Linked DNA regions of Macaca mulatta: region 1 is linked to region 2. Evidence: chromatin contacts called from public Hi-C data. All regions are on one chromosome and are shown on one strand. The core of a region is the stretch at or near the end of the contact, and the rest is flanking DNA. Distances in the headings are between cores, read along the strand shown.

Region 1 (2,700 bases), core at 18-2,517, 120 kb after region 2:
TTGTTGGTGTGCGCCTGTTATCCCGGCTACTCCGGAGGCTGAAGGAGAACTGCCTGAACCCAGGAGGCGGGGGTTGCAGTGAGCAGACATCGCGCCACTGCACTCCAGCCTGGTGACAGAGCGAGACTCCGTCTAAAACAAAAGAACTTAAATTTTTTGACATTATAAAACTGATGATATTCAAGTTTAGGAAAGTATTCATTACACAAAGAGGTAAAGATGGGTTCACAATTTGCATCTTACCAGAGGTTATATTAATATTTCCAGCTTCGATCCCTGCTTTAAGTCCTTCTTTCCCCAAAATCCCAGACTCTCCTTTGGCCAGACGCTCCCTCTCCTTCTCTTCCAAACTTCCATAATAGATGTGTGGTTTCTTCACAACCGGAGCAACTAAGTCATCGGGTGTTTTAGTTTTGGTTGCCTGCCAAATCAAAAATCTGGATTAAATTGAGGTTTAATCTTGGCAATTTACCGGATTTCCCGAGGATGAAGCTCGCCCTGAGTTTCACAGTCCTATTTCCTTCATAATTGAAAGGACAAATTGGACACTACTTAAGATGTTCTTCATCGATTTGAGGTGAAGGGGAGGGTGTTTCAGTCCCTCACTTTAGCTGACGGGATTGATAAAACTAGTGAGGTTCTCTCGAGTATTTTCATATGAAAGGTTTGCTCTGGAATCTGTTTACTTTATTCTGCTGGAAACGTGGAATCTCGTGTTTTACGATGTATCCAAGATTACTGCTCATCACTGGGGAAATATTAAGGATAGATGAAATAACCAACGCGGTGCTAAAGGATAACAAGTTACAACATTACGAGTGTATACATTTCAAACGTTTCTAGACGTGAGGTAGAAGTTAGTAGGTCTCATTAAAATTTTGAGATCTGCCAAACGCATAAACCTTGGCCAAGACACTTCCCTATTTCAGAGCACCGTTACTGGATGAGTCGGAAGAGATGTTTGCCCTTTGGGGCTGTAGTGGGAGAGGTGCAAATAAGCTACAGTCCACGAAAGCGCTTAGGGGTCAGGAAAACGGTGGTCCGCTGTGTAGAAGACCACTGAGTCCCGCAGCCTTCCTCCTCAGCCCTCCACCGCCTTCTCTCGCTCCCTAACGGCCCCTTCCCGCAGAGATCCTCTTCCCCCTCCGCGCTCCCTGCCAGAGTGAGTTGCGATCCCGGGCTCTGTACCGTGGAGGAGGTTCGCGAGGAAGCCATGCTGGGCTCTGGAGCCGCGAGGCCCCAGCGAAATCCAAGCTCTCCGTTTCAGACCTTCCACCGCGCGCCCAGCAGAGCGGAAGTGCGTCACTGACCGGAAGTGTGTCGCAAACAGGACATGGGCCAAGAGCCGTCGCTGCGCCCGGAGCGGCGCGGAGCATGATGGAAGTCGTAGTAGGAAATGGCGTCGTGGCATTGAGGGGCATCCCTCCTAGAACCTCCAAGAAAAGCTCGCGGAAGACGAGGTTCTGCTGAGAGAGAGGCTCCAAGCCGTCTGGGAAGTGTAGTCCAGTTGGCGTAGCAGTAGTTTCGTGGAGGGGAGCCGAGGTTCCGGGAAGGGGCTGAGCCGACTTGAAAAGAGGTAGGTAAGTCGACTCGCGCGGCTCGGGGCTGAACTCTGGAGCGAGTCGAGGGCTTCCGGGGCCCGCTGTGCCTCCCCGGGCCTACGGGGGCGTTTACGTCTTCTGGGAGCCGAGGACCGTGTTACCATAGAAACCCTGGGATCCGAGGTACAGGCCTGGAGCTAGGGGACGAGGACTGTTCTCTTCCATGGTCCGGAAGTCTTCCCAGGGGCCACCTATGAGCTTGATGGCTCGGCGGTGGATTTGGGCTGCAGCGAGAGATTAAGCTAGAAGAGCCCGCTGGTGCCAAAGTCAAATAAAGACCCGGCGGAGGAGCTTCGGCCTGATTTTGTTCATTTGTCTTCAGCCTGGTCTTTGTATCAGATTGAGAGTAAGATGATGGTTAGGAGGGTGTCAGGGAACTGTACGTCTCTCTGCCCTGCTGGATGCTGGGGTATTAGAGACGAACAGCATAAGGTTTTTATCTCCACGTGGACGGTGGGAGATCCTCAAAATATTGACGTTTCCGTAGCTGGCCAGATCCTCATCCAACCCCCTAGAAAAATTACAGCCATAATAGGTGTTATTTATTGAACATTTATTAAATGCCAAGTAATGTTCCAAGAGCTTACTCTGCATTACGTTATTCACTTCCTACAACAGCAAAGTAGGATACAGATGAGGAAACTAAGGCCTAGTTAGAAATGAAACTAATTGTTCAAGATCAGTGGCGCAGTGGGATTAGAACCTGTGCCCTTTAACCTCTACAGCCAGCACTTTTAACTGCTACTCTATACTGCTCCGTAGTGGCCAGTTTTTCGCAGTTTGCAGAAAAGGTAAAATGTATAGTAGACCTTTTTTTTCCTTTTAGGTATCCCTATCCCTCTCTTTCCCTCTTTGGAACTTTGGCTTTCTCTACCATTTGTCTGCATTGGAATCTGGTAGAAGATAATGCCTGATTTAGTACAAAGCAATTTGAAATGTAATGTGCCAGTGTTTTGTGTTGATAATATCGCCTGTAATATCCTAAGCTTCATGGGAGAAGGAAATATTTCTTCCTTTGTATACTTCACAGTCCCTAGTTTCATCCTAGATACATGTAATAATTTGTATCTCTATATACTTTCAAGGAGTTTTCACTTCC
Region 2 (2,700 bases), core at 90-2,589:
TGGTACTGTCCCTGACTCTTTAATGCACAGCAAACATTATTTCCTTTCTACCTCCTTCCTTGTTGAATACAGATCAGAACTCTAGTAGCTGGAAACTAAGCAGTGTCATATTTCCCTAGCCTTAGGCCGCTATGCCCCTTAAATTTAAAATTATAAAGTATACAACAGGTTTGGGGTACAGATTTTGAGAAATAAAAAAAAAAATTTTTTGAGACAGAGTCTCCCTCTGTCACCCAGGCTGGAATGCAGTGGCATGATCTCAGCCCATTACAACCTCCGCCTCCCGGGTTCAAGCGATTCTCCTGCCTCAGCCTCCCGAGTAGCTGGGATTACAGGAGCCTGCCACCACGCCCGGCTAATTTTTTGTATCTTTAATAGAGACGGGGTTTCACCATATTGGTCAGGCTGGTCTCGAACTCCTGACCTCAAGAGATCCGCCCGCCTTGGCCTCCCAGAGTGCTGGGATTACAGGCGTGAGCCACCGAATCGGGCTGAGAAATAAAATCTGAGAATAAGTGTAATGTGACCCACTAGTGTCCTCTACATTTCGAAGTCAACTTTTCAATAATCCCTGAAGAACTACTTGAAAGGCATTCCTTCGCTAGGGCGATGATCCCCGATCGCTATTTTACCCATCCAATCCTACTAGTTTACCCAAGCCCCCATAAGCCTCATCAGATCCCTCCTGCCTCAGCACATACAGACCTTTGGTCGGATCTATCACTGTACCTATCGTAGGTCTGATGCTCCTATCAAGACTTGGAGTTTTCCTAATGCCCATGTCTTTCATATCACATCTCTCAACTCATAGCATTGCCGTACCCTGAGAAATAAATGACACTGGTACAAAATTTCTCTGAAACCTTAGAAGTCTGGCGCTGAACTCAACAACTTTAGCTTAGTCCGCAAAAATGGACTAGCTAATATTGTGTTAGGCATAATGGTGCTGTTTTAACGGCTTTGACATCCAATTATTCTTTCACCAAGCCATTAACCAGAGCCGAGTTTGCCCTAGGCTGGGAAAAGGAGTGCGGTGAAGTGAACCCTGGGCTGTAACTGCCTCCGATTCGGGCTCACACCCAGGGACCCTCCCACGCGGTTCCTGCGCCCCCCGTGGCCTCCCTCCTGCGGTTCGCTGCACAAGCGCAGGACCCGGAGCGGGGAGGGGCGGGCCCTCCAGGCACTCGACACACCCAATTGGCCAGGCCTCAGCGGGTGTGGGCGGGGCTGCGACGGGAGCGGAGGAGTCGTTCGAAGAGAGCCTTCAGGGGGCGTGGCCTGGATTGTGGGGGGGCGGGCCGTGGGGGGAGCTGCTTCCGGGTGAGCCCCCCCGCCCCCCACATGGTCCCTGGGAGACGGGAGCGGGAGACAGCGGTGACAGGCGCAGCGACCGGGAGGCCTTAGGGAGGCAGGTGAGCGGGGGCTGCATGCGGGGAGATGGCGGACTTGGAGGACGGCTCCAGGGCGAGGCGGGGACTGTGGCACCAAGAGTCCCGCGTCCCCAGATTGTGCTGTGCGCCTGAAGCCCTGGCGGTGCAGCCGTGTACGGAGTCCCGTGGAGCGTTTGGTCTAGATTGTTTGGTCTAGATTGTCCCACTGCAGCCGGGGTTGGAGGCCCGGGTTCGGGGCTCCGCGCCTCTTCTCTGGGGTTTAGCCCCTCGGATACCGCCGGGGCAGACTCCATCGATGCAGAGCCCGAGGTGTGGGTGGTGGTTGGTGGTTGGTGGTTGGGGGGCGGGTAGGGAGGTGAAAACACTAACAGCCGTTTTGTACTAAGCATTGCGTGCATTGACCCTTTTTTTAAATTTTATTTTGAGATGGAGTTTCGCGCTTGTTGCCCAGGCTGGAGTGCAATGGCGCGATCTTGGCTCACTGCAATCTCCGCCTCCCGGGTTCAAGCGATTCTCCTGCCTCAGCCTGCCAAGTAGCTGGGATTTCAGGCATGTGCCACCATGCCGGCTAATTTTTGTATTTTTAGTAGAGACAGCGTTTCTCCTTATTGGTTAGGCTGGTGTCGAACTTCCAACCTCAGGTGATTCGCCCGCCTCGGCCTCCCAAAGTGCTGGGATTACAGGCGTGAGCCACCACGCCCGGCCTGACCCATTCATTTCTTACAACAACCCACTGAGGTCGGTTCAAGTCCCCATTACTAAACAAAGAAACGGAGGTCACACAACTAGAAAGCTACAGAACTAGGATTTGTACCCACATCTATCAGACTCCAGAGCCCACACACTTAACCATCCTGCTACCAACAGCAACCAGGTCCAGAGTCAGTTCACCCAAAGCTCTCCACAAGCCCAACATGCTGGGAAACAGATTTGATATCTATCCTTAAAGTATGGAGGTGTCATGGTGGACACTGAGGACCGGGCTGCTGGAGACTTCCCCCAGATCTGCCGCTGACCCACTGCTTGATCCTGGACCTGTGTCTACCCCTCTCTGAGCCCAGTTTCACCCTTGTTTCAATCAGCAAACTTTAAGAAGCCTCTTAGCCAAGATATTCTAGGATTCTGGGAATGGCAGCTTCTCCTTCTACGTCCAGATGGCTAACCCCAGAGAGGGTCAGGCTCTTCAAAACCCCAGGGCAAGGCTGGGTTCTCATTCTTCGCTTTAATCCCTGTGTCTAGCACTTCAGCAGGCCCATAGTAGATATTCAGGAAGTGTGGGTTGGCTAAATGAACACTTCGTCCCTTTTGA

The links. A called contact is a pair of places that touch in the nucleus more often than the background predicts.
Region 1: a contact with region 2 is called in a Hi-C map of blood, with 5 times the contacts expected there. The contact joins the promoter of PRPF4 here to the promoter of ALAD in region 2. A contact is called at or near these places in 2 of 14 Hi-C or Micro-C datasets (blood and fetal cortex germinal zone).

What each region holds. Positions count from the first base shown.
Region 1 is chr15:45,038,157-45,040,856 of T2T-MMU8v2.0, forward strand. It overlaps PRPF4 (pre-mRNA splicing tri-snRNP complex factor PRPF4), which reads right to left and starts at 1,268. Exons shown (of 14, transcript NM_001261569.1): 1 at 1,189-1,268; 2 at 244-421. The coding sequence starts at 1,215. It also overlaps a transcript of CDC26 not described here.
Region 2 is chr15:44,914,432-44,917,131 of T2T-MMU8v2.0, forward strand. It overlaps ALAD (aminolevulinate dehydratase), which reads left to right and starts at 1,340. Exons shown (of 13, transcript XR_013405641.1): 1 at 1,340-1,412.